2 separate regions of the Mus musculus genome follow, and region 1 is linked to region 2. A link is a contact called in public HiChIP or PLAC-seq data. All regions are on one chromosome and are shown on one strand. Each heading gives the region's core, a stretch centred on a gene start, on an enhancer-like site or on the middle of the called end of the contact. The rest is flanking DNA. Distances are from core to core; before and after follow the strand shown.

Region 1 (4,395 bases), core at 1,818-4,317, 150 kb after region 2:
CTCACTTCACAGTGCTAGTACTAACTGTCAAAAATATGTTGACAGGCCAGACATGGTAGTTCACCCCTGTCTCAGCACTCAGGGGGCTGGGGCAGTGGGATCTTGAACTGGAGGCCAGCCTAAGTTATAGGAAGAGATCCTGACTCAAAAATAACAAAAATCTATATAACTTAAAAATTAGTAGATAAACTTTGTCCAGCCCTAAGTCTCATTCTCGTATTCAAGTGGTAACGCTGCCCAAAGGAACTTGTGCTGTCAATCACAAGGTAATGAACATGAACCTCTAACCTCTCGCACTGGCTTGACGTCCTTGATACCTTAGGATGATAACTACATGCTATATAACTCTACACACTCCCCAGATGATAGTTATGATTGAATCACAGGGCATTTTGTGACTGCTTGGGACAACAACGAGAGGACCACAAAGTGATGGGTTGTGGTGCCTGCCAGCTATAATGCAAAGAATTCCCACAATTCAACTCCAAGAGTCCTCTAGGTATTCAATAATTACAATACAAATCTCATTAGGGCACAAGGGTATACACACACACACACACACACACACACAGAATTCAACTGTCCTCAGAATCCCCAAAGATCCTATTTCTTTTCTTTTTTTCTTTTTTTTTTTTTTTGGTTTTTTGGTTTTTCAAGACAGGCTTTCTCTGTATAGCCCTGGCTGTCCTGGAACTCACTTTGTAGACCAGGCTGGCCTCGAACTCAGAAATCCGCCTGCCTCTGCCTCCCAAGTGCTGGGGTTAAAGATGTGCGCCACCACTGCCTGCCAAGATCCTATTTCTTAAGAGTTTATAAAAACAGCATGGTTCGATTTCAAGATTCTGATTTCTTCTTCCCAAACTGGAGCGGTGAAACTACGGACAGAACGTAGAGCCCCAGTGCTGTTTGGCTACTTGCTTATTTGGTCCCTTGGAAAGTGAGCAGGGTCTTGCTATATTTGTCTCCCAAATGCACTGCATAGCTAGAATATCTGCTAGCACTCTGAAAATATAAAATGACTGTAAAGATATTTACAAACTTATGGGTGGGCTGGACAGTGAGGACACGCATGACGGTCAGGCTACCAAGCATGACAACCTGAGTCCCAAAATACACATGGTGATGTAACCTCTACATGCACTCCATGGCATGTGCACACACACACACACACACACACACACTACATGTTACAAAAAGATACTTAGAAAGTCCAAGGAAACAGGATACTTCAGCTATAGAAAATGATACCCCTGATTAATTAGGACTCAGAACGTTTGTCATTTCTTACCTATCTTCCCTTTTTTTTTTTTTCAACCTTTTTCCATCTGTCCCCTCTGACTGCCTGATTTATCCCCCACTTCTTCCTTTTCCCATCTTTGGTCCTCATCCTCAAGAGGTCGAAGTAGAACAAGGAGGGCCAGGATACAGAAGGAAAGCATGCAGCTTGTTCTACTGACCCAGGAGACCCAAGGGAAGGAATTTGTATGGGTGCAGAACCCAGGAGAAGCTCACACACAAGTTGCTGGTACAAACTAATTAGCAAGTCAACAAAACACAGGACCCCACTCTTGCCTCAGAATATTCTGAACCACTTCCAGGGCATGGGACAACAGTTCCTAACCCCCTGCTTAACATGGCGAGTACAAACTCACAGAAGGTCTCCAAGCAGAGTAATTCTTTGAACTTAAAAACACTTTTTTCAAGGCCAAAAATATATCAATTCCCATAGCACAGCCCAATGTGTAAATAAAAATCTCCGATTAGTCATTAGTAGGACATACATACATACATACATTCATACAAGAGACAGCAGCATTGGCCTTGAAATGACATTTCTTCATGAGGAAAAGAAATAGATTTATCCCAACATCATAACCAAATCAACCTTCATAGGTGTTCTACACCAAAAGGTTTCATAGGAGCTAGGAAATGGCTTAGGGGGTAAAGCCCTTGCCACAGAAGTATAAGGACCAGAGTTCAAATCCCCAGTGCCCATGTAAAGGCTCAGTGGATGTAACAGCCCACTTGTAGTCCCAGCACTCTGTGGAGGCAGGTGATTCCTGGAGCAGGCTGATTGGCTAGACAGTGGTAGCGACGTTCCTGCCTCAAGATGGAAGAAGAAAGCAATGGAGGGTGATACCGAACACCCACCTCTGGCCTCCACATGCACACACACAGACAAGCACAGATACATACATACATATGAGAGAAGGACGAAGACTTCCTAGAGACCAAGAACATGGAGCTTTTTGGTGTTCCTCAATCAAAGTGTGAGTGGTATCCATTTCCTCCATGCATGCAGTTCCTGGAATAAAAATATTCTCCCTCACGGGCACAATAGCCCAGGCTACAGCCTCCCCTCCTGGAGTGTGAGCCTCGCTGGGTCTCGCCTTCTGCTGTGTTTGAAAGAACCTTTCCCAGGGCCATGTGTTCTTTTGGGGATCATTTCCATATTTGGGGGAGCAAAGAAAAGGAGCCAGGGTGGGTGGCCCTAACCAACAGTGATCAGAGACATCCAGGACTCAGGGAGACGGAGAAACCCTGGTCTTGGGAAGAGTCAGCACAGTGGCAGAGGAGAGGCTTCAGAGGAAAGTGGAGTTAATCAGCCTTTTTATGCACACACACATGCTGGCTTCACACATTCAAAAAATAGACCCAGGCTAAGCATAGGGCCTGTTTTAGCCCTATGTAAAAACTGGATAGATGGCGACTCTCTCTTTTTTTGTAGCAGGAGCCCTGCCTCTAGCATCCGAGCCAGTCTTAGCTAGCTGAGCCTTAGGAGTAGGGAAGCAACTTGAAAAGGGCTCTGAAAAAATACAAACGACTCTCACTTTCACCAGGAATACTGAGTATCCAGGATTCTATACATTTATCAATTAATTAGGTTGTACGTAAAAAAAAAAAATGCTCTCTTTGTAATAGTTGCCACGGAGATATCGTGTAAAAAAAGGTCCTAGTGTGTATTTGTGGGACAAACGGTTTGCTGAGTGACCAAAGTCAGGAGCAATGACTGCTTACCAAATGCAAGCTGCTGGGCTTGGCCTGAGACTGCAATAGTACAGCAAGCCTGGCCCGGGGCCAAGAGCATGCCTGCCAGGGAGACAGGAAGTCACTGAGAGCTCCCACAGACCCATGGCTGAGAGAGTTCCCCAAACAAAAGGCAGCCACTGACTTCCACAACCGGCCTGCCATGAGACCATATGGTCAGCAGTATTGTCTCGCCACAACACAGAGGCCTGTCTTCAGGGGCCTGTGCCTGTAGCTGTCGACCCCGTATCTGTCTTAGGATTACTTCACTATTTTACGACTTTTCTGGGAATTCACTTCCGTGTAACCTAGCTTGGTACACGGCGAGAAAAATGGTATCCTCCCCACCCCCCCACCCCCCCATCTCCGATTTAGCCTGATGAGTCACCTTTGTCTTCACGGCAAAAGAGTAATGAACACCAAACCTACTTGCTATTTATTCACAGGGCACGGAGGAAGGGAGTGGAAGGGACCGTGTGGACAGAAGGGAAAACTGGACACTTAAAGTTTCTTGCTCTGATCCCTGTTGACGCTGGGTTTAATTTATAGGGAGACCCAAACCTTTTGGCTCATCCCTTTCTTCTCTGGGAGTACCCACTTCAAAGAATTCTCTAGTCACTGTGTGGAGACCCTGCTGCTGAGAGCCGCCAAAGGCGAAGACAGATTGGTTCGCCTATAAACACCTGACAGTCATTTTCTTCCTCAGCAGAACTCGTCAAAAAGCCCCTCCCAATAAGGCATGCTCTCCCAGAATATTCCAGCTAGATCCTCTCTGTCTCTTCCCCCAAGATCATGACGATCCCCACTGTGGATAAGGGCTTGATTTGGTTCACCAAGGAAAAAACCATAGAAAAACTAAAGACAGTGGAATGCCCAACCATCTAGTCTTTGCCTTTAGGAGTCTCGTGCTCTCTCCCTTCTCCCCTCCCTCCCTCTTTCTCTTCCTCCCTCTCTTATTTCTCACTCTGTCTGTCTCTGTCTCTTAGATTTTATTTTATGTGTGAGTGCCTTGCCTGAATGTATGTATATGCACTAAGTATATGCAGTGCCCGAGGCCGGAAGACAGCATCAGACTCCCTAAAACTGGAGTTACATACAGATTGTGAGCCATCATGTCAGTCCTGGGATTTAAACCAGGGTCCTCTGAAGAAACAGCTCTTAAGTTCTCAGCCTTCTCATGTGTTGTTTTGTCATATTTTCTTTTAGAAACAGGGTCTCATATATCCCAGGAGGGACAGGAACTCAACAGATAGCCAGTGATAATCCTGGTCTTCCGCCTGTACCTCCTAAGCGCCAACCAGAGATGTATGTCAATATGGCGGGTTTCATACAGTGCTCAGAACCGGACCAGCGCTTCCTGCATGCTAA
Region 2 (4,665 bases), core at 826-3,325:
GGACAGAGCCCATATCACCTAATATCTAATGATTGGGCAGTTTTAGTTACCTCCTTTTCAGGACAAATAGATAACCATTATCCAAAACATCCACTTTTACAGTTTGTCCAAAATCAATCTGTTGTGTTTCCACAAATAACAGTAAGAAACCCACTTAAAAATGGGATTGTGGTATATACTGATGGATCAAAAACTGGTATAGGTGCCTATGTGGCTAATGGTAAAGTGGTATCCAAACAATATAATGAAAATTCACCTCAAGTGGTAGAATGTTTAGTGGTTTTAGAAGTTTTAAAAACCTTTTTAGAACCCCTTAATATTGTGTCAGATTCCTGTTATGTGGTCAATGCAGTAAATCTTTTAGAAGTGGCTGGGATGTGAATAAAAGTTTCCGGGATTGTGCGTTACTTCCATTCAGTATGAGAAATTTACTAGGGCAGCTAATTTGTTAAAAGGTCTTTCTCAGTATATGTTACAGAATTGGACGGCTGAATTTGAACAGACCCTTCGGGAATTGAGACTTGCCATCATTCAGGTCAACTCCAAGCGCTTGGACCTGTCCCTGATCAAAGGATTACCCAATTGGATCTCCTCAGCATTTTCCTTCTTTAAAGAATGGGTGGGGGTGAGATTATGTGGAGATACACTTTGCTGTGGATTAGTGTTGCTTCTTTGGTTGGTCTGTAAGCTTAAGGCCCAAACTAGAAGATACAAGGTGGTTATTGCCCAGGCACTTGCAGCTCTAGAACATGGTGCTCCCCCTGATATATCTATGCTTAAGCAATAGGTCGCTGGCCATTCAGCTCTTGCACCTCATTGCACGGGATAGAGTGAGTGTGCTTCAGCAGCCCGAGAGAGTTGCACGGCTAAGCACTGCAGTAGAAGGGCTCTGCGGCACATATGAGCCTATTCTAGGGAGACATGTCATCTTTCAAGAAGGTTGAGTGTTCAAGTGTCCTTCCCCCAGGAAAAACAACACGGGACCAGACCAGGACCCCTCTGGGTGATGAGCCTGGGAGGAGGTTATGTGTACGGCTCCTTTACCTGCACACTGGGGATTTGACCTCTATCTCCACTCTCATTAATATGGGTGGCCTATTGCTCTTATTAAAAGAAAAGGGGGATCTGTGAGGAGCCGCCCTCACATTTGCCATTATAAGATGGCACTGACAGCTGTGTTCTAAGTGGTAAACATAGTCTGCACACATGCAGGGGCAGTTTTCCCACCATGTGTTCTGCCTTTCCCGTGATGACAACTGGGCCGATGGGCTGCAGCCAATCAGGGAGTAATACGTCCTAGGTGGAGGATAATTCTCCTTAAAAAGGGATGGGGTTTCGCCATTCCCTTCCTTGCTCTCTTGCACTCTGGCTCCTGAAGATGTAAGCAATAAAGCTTTGCCGCAGAAGATTCTGGTTTGCTGTGTTCTTCCTGGCCGGGCGTGAGAACGCGTTAATAAGAAAACTCCCCTTTCCTTCCCAAAGTGCCCCAGTTACACTAGGGAGCAACCAGAGACAACTGCAAAATGGCAGTATGACTTTGTTTATTATTTTGTCTATTTACTATCTTGTTCTACAGGTATAAAACCTCAAACAGTTTTGGAGCAACATCTAATAGAACTAGGTTTTTGTTTTGTTGTTTGGTTTGGTTTGGTTTGGTCTGGGTTTTTTTTTTTTTTTTTTTTTTTTTTTTTTTTTAACCTTGCTAGAAAAAGAATCCAGGGGGTTTCCCTCTGGTGTGTTTTAGCCTGGCTTTGGAAACCATGGTGCCAGCTGAGGCTGTAAATAATATCAAACTGTGGGTAGGAGAAGGGTGGGGACATCCGACAGAGCCATTTTTCTATATCTTTAGGTTGTACTTGGGGGGTGGGGGATGTCACGCTATTTAAGCTTCCCGTGGAGAGTGACAGTTTTCCTGATTCTGCGATTACTGATGATCTCAAACTCGCCATGTGACCATGTGACCGCATAGCCAGGTGACCATGACTCATCAGCACAGTTAACAGACCATATAGTAACTCTGAGCCCGGCCCGCAAAGCTTCCATTTACTCTGTTTTGAGATGAGTTGACAGCAGGGGCCCCATCAGCTGGGGTTTTCCCACAAGCACCGATATGGCAGCCTGGGAAGGTGGTGGACAGACAAGAATGAGCAAGACTGTGAGATTAGGGAAGACTTACTCTCCCTCTAGAGGAATTCTATTGTTTTGGGACATGGCTGTGGAACTGTAAGATGGCGGAGCATCCTGTCTGATGGCTGGTACTCAGCTGACAAGGATGAATCACCTCACTCTATCCGGTGGCAAGGTCAGGTTATGCATGACTTTGCACACCAGGAAAGCCCAATCCTTACAACTCACCGACCAAACTGTGGCCACTGCCTCAAATACCACATAGTTATTCTCCTAGTCCTGGGGTTTTTTTTTTTGAAAGTCGATTATAAATGACAAGCAATTTTTTTTCTTATTTTTCCCCCTACTTCCTAATGAACGCAACACACTTAGGCTTTGCAAACACAGCAAGCCCCCGCCTGCAGCTGTTGTCAATCTGATGGGAGAAGCTCCTCTAGCACCATTTATTTCCAGTACAAATTCGGTCTTACCGAACACAGAGTGGGAAGGAACGGTATATGGTGACAAACTGAACGGGTAATAGAAAGTACCCACACGGAAGGATGAAACATTAGTTTCTCTGTGTGTGTGTGTGTGGGGGGTGGTGCAGTGTGGAGTTAGAGGTCAACCTCACTTGTTACTCCTCAGACAACATTCCTGTTTTTCAGACAGGGTCTCTCACTAACCTAGGGCTGCCAAGGAGATTAAACTGCCAGGCCAGTGAGCCCTAAGGATCCCTTGGTCTCTACCTCCCCAGAAGTGGGACGAGTTTTTTATTCTTTTATGTGGTTCCTGGGGCTTAACTCTGGTCCCCATGCTTGTGTGGCAAGCTCATCACCAAGTGAGCCTTCTCCAAAGCACTGCCATGGCTGTCTCAATTATTCAAAATCCTAACTGTTTAGGAGGGGGGAAAGATGGCACACCTCTTTTTAAATGTTTTCATTTTGTTGATGAAAAGGAGATGCCCATGAGCATCTGTTTTTACAAACCCCAAATAACTCATCTTAAATGACAACCTTGTGTGTATAACCAGCACAGAAATCTCAGAAAGTAAGCCATTTGAATCATAATGAGATAAACACACTGAAAAACATTTTCTCCGCATGAACTTGAGTGTTGAACTCTCAACCTCGGTGTTTTGCTCATCGAAGCTTGTCCTCTCATTCTCGTGTGAACCGTAAGGTGTGAGTCCATCAGTTCCCATGGCCTCCTGGATCCACAAAGAAGGCTAAGACAACACCACGTTATTTACATGTGCTGCATGCAGGCTGGCTCAAAGACACTTTACCCATTGAGCCATTTCCCCAGTAATTTTTGTTTTTACTTTGTAGTAAACTAAAAGGGGCAGCATTAATTTAAAATACTGCATTAAATTGAAATATAGGTAGTTCTGGATCTAGTTTTGTTTGTTTGTTTGTTCGTTTGTTTTTCTGCAGTAATTTCACCCCAAGTCAAAGTCTCTTGTGTTTTAGGCTTTAAAAACAGAAATACACACAGAAGGGATAGATTATTTCTGATACTGGATCTTCTGGGATGGTCACAATAAAAGCCTAGGTTCAGCCTGGCTGCCTTTACCACCTTTAATCCCAACATTCATGAGGCTGTGTCAGTTGAGTTTGTGGCCAGCCTGGTCTATAACCCAAGTTCCAGGACAATCAGGGCTACACAGAGAAACCCAGTCTCAAAAATACCAAAACCAACACCAAACCAACCAACCAACCAACCAACCAACCAACAAACAAACAAATAAATAAACATCTTGGGTTCTCATGAGTCCCGGACATAAGTTGAAGCCACATCTAGAGATTTAAAAATGGGCTATAGATAATAATAGTGATCTGTTTGACCATAGCGATAGCTACAGACATAACCATGCACGAGCACACACAGATACATTCCAATACACTGATGAGAATACAGAACACTTAAAACAATCGCAAATAAATTTAATAAGCTGAAGTTCAAAATAACAGCAAAGACACTAATATTATCAGATGGAACGAACACTAACAATTGCATATTAATCACAGGAAGGACGGCTCTTCCCAGATACTGTGGATTCCTCAATACTGAGTAAAAAGGAGATGTTACAGCGACGTCTATGGTCTGTCGCCTTCTGCTCTTTCTGGGGTGCCTGTCCTATGGGTGACACTTGGGAAACAGGAGAGGAAGGAGGGTTTGAGAATCATGACATCATCAAAATACAACCTTAGCTGGACTCTGTGTGAGCTTGCCAGCCAAGAGTCCACAGGATGCAGAAGCAAGCGAACCAAGGTCAAGGCCTGCCTGCATTCCACAGTGAGCTTAAGGCCAGACTGAGCAACTTGGTGAGAACCTGTATTATGATCAAAAGTAACAATAAAAAGTAGCTCACAGGTAGCGTGCACAGGCCCTAGCTCCAGTCTCCAGTACTGGAAATCCTGCTATGGAAATAAAAATAGAACCTTGCTCTATTCCCCTGAAATCTGGAAGATACGCAAAACCAAAACCAAAAAGCCCTCTGTGTGTATATTTATGTGTGAGCTTGTGTGACTGTGAGCACATGTGTGCCAAGCTGTG

The links. HiChIP or PLAC-seq counts read pairs in DNA pulled down with a chosen protein or histone mark.
Region 1: a contact with region 2 is called in a FOXA1 HiChIP or PLAC-seq map of pancreatic cancer cells. The contact joins two enhancer-like sites. A contact is called at or near these places in 1 of 484 Hi-C or Micro-C datasets (nephron progenitors) and 3 of 115 datasets of contacts at active chromatin or transcription factors (fibro-adipogenic progenitors, microglia and pancreatic cancer cells).

Annotation. Positions count from the first base shown.
Region 1 is chr3:52,085,459-52,089,853 of GRCm38.p6, forward strand. All of the region lies in intron 1 of Maml3 (mastermind like transcriptional coactivator 3), which reads right to left. Among named protein-coding and RNA genes, the nearest start is that of Maml3, 17 kb to the right of the region's middle. Within about 2 kb of position 3,068, at least 349 of the 459 cell types and tissues checked have an H3K27ac peak or open chromatin away from gene starts, as enhancers often do. A contact at or near this core is called in pancreatic cancer cells, where this site is marked.
Region 2 is chr3:51,933,031-51,937,695 of GRCm38.p6, forward strand. The region is part of intron 1 of Maml3 (mastermind like transcriptional coactivator 3); the gene reads right to left. Among named protein-coding and RNA genes, the nearest start is that of Maml3, 170 kb to the right of the region's middle. Within about 2 kb of position 2,076, at least 23 of the 459 cell types and tissues checked have an H3K27ac peak or open chromatin away from gene starts, as enhancers often do. A contact at or near this core is called in pancreatic cancer cells, where this site is marked.